Linked DNA regions of Mus musculus: region 2 is linked to region 1. A link is a contact called in public promoter capture Hi-C data. All regions are on one chromosome and are shown on one strand. The core of a region is the stretch at or near the end of the contact, and the rest is flanking DNA. Distances in the headings are between cores, read along the strand shown.

Region 1 (5,110 bases), core at 833-3,332:
CCCGTTCCACGTGTCCTGGAGTGACTGAGAACAGGTCACAGCCTGAGAAACAATGACTGTGGCCCAGAGAAACCCAGTAGTGTGGTGAAAGCCACCAACACAAATATCCGCAAACTCATTCCAGCTTTAGCTGAATAGCAAACTGTTCACTGTCCTTTTCCACACCAGCCTTCACAAATCCTCACCTGTCGCTCCTGTTCCTACCCTAGGGCCACACTCTGGCTCCCAGCAAGCAGCTGAGACTACAGTAAACGTAAGCTCTAGGCCCAAACAAAGCAGATTAGAGCTCTCTGCCCTCCAGGCACTGCCCAAGAACACTTAGTTCCCTTGAAAGTAGCATGCTTTGATATAGTTTGTTTCTTCTCTAATTGAGCCCATTGACAAAAAAAAAAAAAAAAAAAAAAAAAAAAGCCAGTAAAAACCTGCTGAGAATATAAACAAGTGTTTCCTCTAAAAATACAAATGGGGCTCAGTGGGTAAGAGCACCCGACTGCTCTTCCGAAGGTCCAGAGTTCAAATCCCAGCAACCACATGGTGGCTCACAACCATCCGTAAGGAGATCCGACTCCCTCTTCTGGAGTGTCTGAAGACAGCTACAGTGTACTTACATATAATAATAAATAAATCTTTAAAAAAAAATACAAATACAAATGAATCTTGGTGAGAAAGATGTTATTTCAGGAAATAAAAGCCAAAGTGCAGCACCAGCGAAGAGGTTAACAACCTGCAGCAATCAGGTTCCTTTCTCCACCAAGTGAGTCCTGGGTATCAAACTCCAAATTCAGGAGTCCTTCCCTGCTGTGCTCTCTCTGCTCTCTGCTCCTTGTTTTGAGATGGTGTCATACACTATAGCCCACACAATAGGTTGTCCAGGCTGCCCTTGGAACTCCCCAGAGCTGGGATTATAGGCATGAGCTACCACACAAGGCCTGGGTTTCCCATTCCTAAAGGACTTCTGTCTTTTCTGGAAAGAGAAAGAAGCTATGCTGGGGCTGGGAGGGCGGTTGGGGTGCATGGGTGGGTGGGTGGGTGAGATTATGTCCTGGTGTCAGATGGAGCTGAGTGGCTCCCGAATCAGTCTGTGGGAAGCTTTGTGACCTGGGGCCCTCCACCATGTTCAGCTATATGACAGGCAGAGTCATCGAGTACAAAGTATTTCCTGTCCGTTAGGTGTCTGCAGCTTTGCATGCGGCAGTGGGCAGCCCCAGTCTGTGGAACATCACCTGTCTTACAGGAAAGAGAAATGAGGAGTCTCATCTTGCAATGACAGGAAAGGTGTTTGTGTAGATGACAATATGGCTGTGTAGGAACTTGAACAAACAGTTCTTGGTAAACTATCTTTCTCTTGTGGCTTTGAACAGGGGTGGCAAGGGTTGACAGGTTGGAGGGCTTCTTGGGAAAACTGAGAGTGCCTCTTTTGGTGACTTCATGCTGATCCCTACCAGGAGACGACAGATATTTGACTGGTTAGATTGGGCCAAGCTTCCCAGTAGACCAGTGCTTAGTTAGCTTCTCCATTGCTCTGATAAACCCTTCTAACCAAAAGCACCTGGGGGAGAGAGGAATTTACTTCATCTCATGTTTACCAACTCACAGTCCATCTCTGAAGGAAGTCAGGCCAGGAACCTGGAAGCAGAAACCTGGAGGCAGGAAAGGAAGCAGACACCTTTGCCAAATGTTGTTTACTGGCTTGCTCAGAGGTCCCAATCAGGCTCGGAAAACCTGGAGGCCTTTGAAGAGCCACTGGTCCTCATTAGAAGCCTGGAAACACCATTCTGAGACCAGGGAAAGCAGCAGCAGCGGCAGGATAAATCAGCCCAGTGACAAGAGCGAAGGCCAACCGTATAAAAGGTCAATATACTTCCTTCTGCCATGCTGTGTTACCAAGGCTCGTACCAGAAGGTGCCGCCCACACTGGGGGGTGGGTACTACCACATCAATTAAGCCAATCAGGACAGTTTCTCAGATGAGGCTCCCCACTCAGGTGATTCTAACTTGTGGCCAGTTGCTAGTAACCCTAACCGACCCAACCAGGTCACCGCGGGCAGAAAGGCTCTCCACAATAGACCTGCCTTTTCCCAGCTCTTGTGCCAGTGAGTCTGAGGCTGGAAGCTGCCGTGCTCCATCTGGCTCTCTCCCCACACGGCTCAGGACTCAGTCTTTCGTTAAGTCTCTATGGCCAGTGGAGAGTTATTCTCCGTTTAGACTTTGCTAGAATGGTCCCATTATAGGACCTCCGTCAACCCCATCAGCCCCATGTTAACATAAAACAAGGAGTGCATGGGAGATGGGCACTGGGTTGATAATATTCTCTCCCCCACCCCTCGTCCATTACATGTAATGCCATCCCTTGTTTTGTTTGTGCTTCATGTCCACTGGCAGGGTACATGTAACAGAGATTCCAAAAAACAAGTCAGGTATGTATTCCCCTCAAATGACGTCTAGATACTCTGTTACTCTAGAACAGTGGCTCTCAACCTTCCTAATGCTGCGACCCTTTAATACAATTTCTTATGTTTTGGTGACCCTAATCCTAAAATTGCTTTCGTTGTAACTTCACAACTGTAATCTCGCAGCTGTTATGAATTGTAATGCAAACATCGGATATGCAGGATATCTGACATGTGACCCATGTGAAAGGGTCATGACCCATAAGTTAAAAACCACTGGTCTAGACTGTCTTTTAGTCTATTAGGGTTTGAATGTGAAGTATCCTTCCAAAGGCCCATGTGCTGAAGGTTCTGTGCCCAGGACATAGAGTCAATCATGAAGATTTAATTGGATCCAGAGGCCCCTAACCTCATCAGTGGGTCAGTGCATTGATGGATTCCAATTCTATGCCTCTATCGGAAGGTGGAGGAAGCTAGGAGGTAGGAGTCTGATTGGAGTAAGTGGGTCATCTTTGAGAAAGCAATGGGTGAGCCTTTGAAGGGAATACCTTGTCCCTGATGGCTTCCTGTCTCTGTGTTTTCTTGCTACTAGGTAAGTGGCTTTGCCCCACCATGCTTTCTTTGATACATGCTCTGCCTCAACACAAGCCCGTGACAAGCAAGCAACCTCAGAGAGAAGCCTCTGAAGTCATGTTCCAAACCATGCCTTTCCCCTCCAAGGCTGTGGGTCTCAGGTACTGTGCAGAGCACCGAGGAAGCGCTCAGGAGCACAGTCTTATGGCAGCCTCTCTTCAGGGATTCGACTTCTTCTCACGTGAGTCTGCCCTATCCCTAGCAGGCTCTCTTTCGCCTCCTCGTAGAAGATGGCTCCCCTTCCTATCTGCATCCCAACCTTTGTGAAACACAGATGCAGAAAGGACCAGGCACATGGGTGGTGAGCCCTCATCTAAGGCAGGGTCAACAAAGTAGGGCTTGTTTTTGTGTTTTGTGAGGCGTAATGGGCATGATGTGCACATACGTATAAAGGCCAGAGGTCAGCATCGAGTCGCTCTCAGCTGCCCTTCCATCTTGTTCCAGTGAGACAGCGTCTCTCACTAATCCTGAAACCATCCAATGCGTCTTGGGTGGCAGGTCAGCCAGCCCCAGATACCCCTCTGTCTCCGTGTTTCCCCTCAACAGGTGCATTCAGCATGCCCAGCTTTTTACATGGGTTCGAGGGATTTGAACTCATGTCTTTTTGCTTGTACCACAAGCACTTCGCCAACTGACCCATCTCCTCAGCCCAGAACCTCATTCTGTAAACATAGTTTGTCAAATTTTTATTCAAATTATGATTTTAGTTATTCAAATAAACTAAAATGTTATACTCTCGTTTGTATAAGTACTCATTGTGCATGGCTGATTTTAAACTACAGTGGTTATCTATCTGCGATGGAGATAATAAGACCTCCACTGTTTACTATCTGACCCATTCCATTACTTTTCTGGTGGTTGTAACCTGCAGGATGAAGGATTTAATTTAGTGCCCAGTTTAAGGGAGTGCAGTCCATCGTGGGGAGCATTGGTGATGGAAATATGCAGTAGAAACTCTTAACTGTCTAGGCAGACTGGAATGCAGAGAGCAGGGACTCCTGGTGCTCAGCGGATGGTGCAGCTCACACCAGGGTGGGTCTTTCTCCCTCAGTTACCCTGTCTTCACATCTCCCCATAGACACATCCAGAGGTATGTCTTCCAGACTAGTCCAACTCTGGTCAAGCTAGCAATGACGATTAACTATCATATCCATTAAGGAAACCTCTGCCCAGCCTTCCTCTAAAGGCATGACACTACAGTCAGCTTGGTTGGCTTCAGCTCACCCTGTGGGCCAGACCTTCATTATCTGACCACCTGCCACACCAAACCCAGTAGAATCTATGGGACAAGTTCCACAGACTGAGGTGGTAGACTTCAAAAGAAGGAGGTCTCCTGGAGCCGGTTGTGGAACTCTTGGCAGGAGCAAAATATCGAGCCGTAGTTCTCATGGCAATCTATCTGTTTTGTTTTCTCTTTTTTTTTTTTTTTTTTTTAAAGATTTATTTATTTATTATAAGTACACTGTAGTTGTCTTCAGACACTCCGGAAGAGGGAGTCAGATCTCATTAGGGGTGGTTTTGAGCCACCATGTGGTTGCTGGGATTTGAACTTTGGACCTTCAGAAGAGCAGTCGGGTGCTCTTACCCACTGAGCCATCTCACCAGCCCCCTGTTTTGTTTTCTCTTATTCCTTTTCTTATTTACATGTTCCTGGTAGCCTAGGCCTAGATCTTAAGCAAGAATAATGGGTAAGAAACCATCCCTTGAGATGGGGTCACTAACATGACCTTATCCCCAGGGAAACCAACACTTTACTTTATAAATCACTTACAAAATTATATAATAGTATTAAGACAGATAAAAACATTCCCAACAATAAAATTTCATATGGCTACACTTGTGTCATCAGAGGTAGGGTTTGATATATGGTAAAGAAAGCCTTAATTAGAAAGAATTAAAATAGTTTAAACTTATGTGTTGAAGATTTATAAAATATCAGGCATTAGATGTTAAAAAATATTTGACCATAAAGATTTATTAACCTGCTCTTGGAAATATGCCACCAGCCTTGGATGACTGCCCCAGTGAATACACCCTCTCAGAGTTGTTATGCTTGGATGATCTCTATTAATCATGATGTCACCTGT
Region 2 (4,871 bases), core at 917-3,416, 180 kb before region 1:
AAAGAAAATAAAAGGAAAAGCCAGGTCTAGGCATGATTGTATTAGCGTTCCCATCCTCTGAAGAACCAGATCTTAGAGCTATTAGTCTGAAAAGGGGGTGTCTTTCTTTACCTTCCATACCAAGCATTTAGTAATAAATAATACATGATTTTGTGGATTAGGGAAGGGCTGCAGTCTGAACTTCAGAATGTATAAAGACTTGAGACTGGCCCCAGTGCAGTGATCTGACTAGGTTAGCATGAGCACCTCTTGCTTTCTGGGGCTTAAAACATACTCATTCCACATCTCCATTCTGTGTTTGCCTTTAGGAGCTGTGGTGGTAGCCTTCTCCTTTTCCTAAGCTTTGTGCCTTCGTGGAAAGCCCATATGAGGGTGCTGTCTCCTAGAGTAGGATGGAGCCCTCCCACCAGCCAGCTGCAGTGCCAGATCGTGCACCCTTGCCAGTAATGCGGGAACAAACAGCCCACATTCCAGTGCCCACACTGCTTTCCATCTGAAAACCAATTTCAGTCAGTTTCTTGAGGAAGGGTGGAGATAGTTCAATAGCTTCAGAAAACCTGTGAGTTGTACTTGCAAGCAGCCTGGTATCCTCTTGTCTCTGTGTGGAGCCTGTTATTGCTTAGACTCTGGTTAATGATACTTCCCCAGTAAGTTGTAGCCCCATACCTGACTGTCTTCTACCACTTTTAAGTATTTGACAGTGCATTAGGCAAGGTTGGAGCATAGGGCTCTTGACTGAAGATTTTGACTATAATATTTACTCGGGCATTACACACTATGTGCCAGAAACTGTTGGGTACTGCAGGTATGCCAGTGAATAGGATGAAATCACTGTCATTAAGAAGCTCCAGGACGTTGGCTCAGCAGATAAAGGCACAGCCACCAAGCCTGACAACTTGAGCTTGATCCCTGGGATCCACATGGTAGAAAAAGAGCACCAACTCCCAACATTTTTCTTACCTACATACATGTGCATATATGGGCACACCCAGAGGAAATAAGCAGAAGTTTTCTTAAGAAACAGTCACTATGACTATCAAGGAAAAGGTCCTTTAATAGTATGTCAAGGCTATATACCCCATGTTGAGGAATGAAGTGATATACAGCCAACATATCTTAATTTTTTTAATGCTGAACATAGCACATGATTTTAGTGCTTGTACAGATGAGGAAAAACTTGCAAAAGTACACAAAGTGGCATCTATTGTCTGTCTAAGCATTCCAAACCTGGTGTCTTTTGTTCTAAACCTCCCATTCTTCCTATTAAACCCCTTTTCTGTGACCAGAACCTTAATATGTTAGACCAGACTTAAGGTAACCTCATGTAGCTAAGTAAGAAGCCTGGGGTGATCTGTTCATTGATGAAATCTCTTAAGATGAGGGCACTTGACAGACACTTCCCACTCGCTTTCCACCCTTGGTCTCAGTTCATCAGCTTAACCACCCACTGGATTTGTCTTTCTAAAGCCTTTCCCCTTATGACTCTTCTGTATGCAGCATTACTCAGCAGGAGAGTGAAGTGACATTTCAAATCTACCTTGAGGGACCTGGAAGAAAGAACTCTTAATGGCCACTTTGTACAGAAGCCCAGTGGGCAAGTGAGATACTCAGCCTGAGGATGCCAGAGGACATGTCTATTCTAATTCCCTTTTAGAAGTCTCATGAGATTAACCTATTCATCTCCTTTGGTTTCTGTCCTGTTGACCAGTTGAATGTAATGTTCCCTGTGCTGTTTCATTTGCAGACTTCCCCATTGATCCATAGGGTAGAGCAGCCTGGGATGATACAAATGACTTTTGCTCTGCTTTCCCAACCTTTTTCAAACTGTTAATGAGCCAGCATTCAAAATAGGTTTAGGCTTCTCCAATATGGAATATGGATGTCCAGGGCACAACTAAGTTTTCTTGCAGATTTGCTTCAACTCTCTGCAGGCAGCCTCAGAACTAAGGGTACACATAGGCTTCCAGTATACAGCCATACACCTAGGATTGGAGTGATGGCTCCAAGATTTTCCCTGTGACTGCACTTATAGATTACAAGTATTTGATGATTGTGTCCTGTGAGCTTGAGCTGAGAGCTGTGTCTTGTGATAACGGCCTCCAGTCCCAACCCACTACTGTTGCCAGTGCTAACATCAGATCTGGGCACCTTTAGACTCTTGGAGAGGGAGGCAGGCTTCAGAAAATTCCAACAGTGACTCAGCTGAAAAACTGGAGACCTGGCATAGAGAGAAGGCTGAAAGTAGAGAAAGTTTAAAATCAGTCTAAAAATAATTACTGCTGATTTGGTCTCTTGTGCTCTGAAATGGCATTAATGAGTTGGAACCTTCTGCCGGGTTGGGCTGTAAAGGGACAGTCAGGTCACTCGAGGGCATCTGACTGTGGGTCACAGTTTCCAGAAACTTGGCTCATTCTGTGGGCTGAAAGAGATCTCAAGCCAGCTTAATTCAGATTTTCCTATTGTTGGCATTCATTTTATCCCTTTATCAGCTGTGCATTTTCTTTATATGTGTATACATATTCTTTGTGAACAATTTTATCTAGATTTGTTTATAACAGAGCAATAATGAACTTTGGGCAGTTTAAAATAGATATATTCACTTATTAAACTATTATTTTTACATTCCAAATTTCTTTGGGCAGTTTAAAATAGATATATTCATTTATTAAACTATTATTTTTATATTCCAAATTTGTCCTGTGCCCAGTAATACAGTAATGTCTTTTTATGAATGTTTTACCTTAGCCTTTAATGACTGAGCCATCTCTAGCCCCATCAATTCTGTAGCAATTGTCTTGCTTTTTAAAACACGTATCTGCTTGAAGCAATAGGCCTTAGCTCCTTTGCTTCTGTTCAATGTGAGCTTTTTACAGGATGCAGCTAGTTCCGGCCATCACTTTCCCGAAAGTATTATATTCCATGTCATTCTTTTTATTCTTTATTGTTCGTGGTGCTGTGTTTCTCTGCCTCTCTGCTTCTTCCCTACTTCCACACAGTGTTTTTAGAAATCAGACTCTTTGTGAAATGCCCTGTATAGTCATTTTGGCTTTCTATGTCCTTGAATGTTAGTCTTCATTATACTGTAAGAGCTTTATTTATACGCTCCAACCTTTAAATTAACATAAATAATTTCATATGAAGCATGTTTGGGTGTAGTAAGGGTATAGTAATTAGGAACTTAAAGTAATAAAACATAGGGATTTTGGCTGGAGTTTTCAAAGCTTTAGTGTATCTTTAGTGTATCTATCCTCACAGGGATCTTGTTAAAATGCAGATTCTGGTTCAGACCTCAAGTGGTGTTTTAGGTACATTTTAATGAGTTCTTACCATGGCCATCCCTAACTTTTGAGACCTTTCTTTTTAGGTCCCCTGAACTTCTGGTAGGTGAGATTTATCATCTGTGGTTGATGATCTTAAAAGATTTGAACAAAAAGGAGATGTGCTAAGGACATGAAAATAAGTAGACACAAGGTCTCAGTAATGATTGCTGTAGCTAGTGAATGATGCACTTCTGTACTGTGCTCTGCTATGGGATGGACATTGCTAACCTCAAAACTTTGTTAAGATAGGCTAATACTTATTAGGATTTAGGGAAAGATTCATATCTGAGATGTGTTTTGATGTTCAGTGAGTGGAAAAGTTGCTGTTAGTAGGAACTTAACTGAACCTGGTCCAAGTCATAAAATAGATGACTGACCATCTCTTGAGAAAGTGGAATCAACTAGTGTGGGTTGTTATGCCATTTTCTATTTGGATAGGCTTGTTACCATAGTAGAGGATTCCTTTTGTTGGTGTTTGAGGAAGATGGATCTTACTATGTAGCTTTAACTAACTTAGAGCTTGCTGTGTAGACTAGACTGTCCTGGAACTCACAGAGATCCACCTGCCTCACCTCCAAGTCTTGGGATTAAGGGAATATGCCATCAGGCCATGCTCATAGTAGAAGCTTTCTGTAGATAAAATTCCTGTTGTTGACAAGATAATTTGCAAGAATTCCAAGATACTAACAGTTTGCAAGTTAGCTGAGATAAATAGAATTTGTAGCTGGCAAAACATGTATCAATACAAGTGAATATAATAAACTGGAGGGAAGGAGGAAAATCACCTGTATTGACTACTGTGTTGGTTTGGGGCTATTTAAAAAGCACTTACAAAACAAAATCAAAACCAATTTGGGTAAAAGCATAGTTCCCATAGCCCATTCTTGTCCTTAGTGTCCCTAGCTATGACCCCTTTAAACTACTTATTTCCTTTTACAATTTTTTTCATATGTCTTTGTGCTATGTGATGATGCAAAAACACAGGTCTCACCTAAAAGAAAATAGAGGTCATTTATTTTGGAGCCCAGTATGAATGACCATACCTTGGGAACACAAATTCAGGTTTCCTCAAATATCGTGTTCCCAATGTGGTAACAGTTTGATGAAATTTTTATAGTAACAAAAGACAGTCATAAATTAAAGCACTTGAAAAATACACTGATGATAGCCAGGTGTAGTGGTTATATGTTGTAATCTCAGCACTTGGGAGATGAAAAGATCACTAGTTTGAGACCAGCCTAGTGTACATAGATAATTCCAAGCCAGCAGGTGATGAATGGTAAGACCCTGACTCAACAAACAAACAAACATTGATTGAAATGCCAAGTAGACAGGTTATAGCAAAGCTAAGAAGTCTCTGCTATAGACTTCAGATATTATCTGCTGACATTCTTAGCCTTTGGGCATAGTGGAAGCTTAGGGCTTATTTATACAGCTCCAAAAGAATTTTCTTAAGGGGTACATGTGGTGGGGGAAGGGGGAGAGGGAGGTGTGGGGAGTGAGAGAGGCAGAGATCTAAAGGGTTTCATTAGGGTAGTTTATAAGATATAG

Evidence for each region. Capture Hi-C pulls out chosen DNA fragments and counts their contacts.
Region 2: a promoter capture Hi-C map of liver shows a contact between it and region 1. The contact joins two enhancer-like sites. A contact is called at or near these places in 19 of 39 promoter capture datasets (the 3T3-L1 cell line, 3T3-L1-derived adipocytes, the C10 cell line and 12 more), 1 of 115 datasets of contacts at active chromatin or transcription factors (CD8 T cells) and 3 of 9 other capture datasets (adipose tissue, liver and pancreatic islet).

The regions. Positions count from the first base shown.
Region 1 is chr7:81,186,168-81,191,277 of GRCm38.p6, reverse strand. No RefSeq gene overlaps it. Among named protein-coding and RNA genes, the nearest start is that of Gm44968, 18 kb to the left of the region's middle. Within about 2 kb of position 2,082, at least 11 of the 459 cell types and tissues checked have an H3K27ac peak or open chromatin away from gene starts, as enhancers often do. A contact at or near this core is called in liver, where this site is marked.
Region 2 is chr7:81,365,481-81,370,351 of GRCm38.p6, reverse strand. The region is part of intron 3 of Cpeb1 (cytoplasmic polyadenylation element binding protein 1); the gene reads left to right. Among named protein-coding and RNA genes, the nearest start is that of Rps17, 23 kb to the right of the region's middle. Within about 2 kb of position 2,166, at least 4 of the 459 cell types and tissues checked have an H3K27ac peak or open chromatin away from gene starts, as enhancers often do. A contact at or near this core is called in liver, where this site is marked.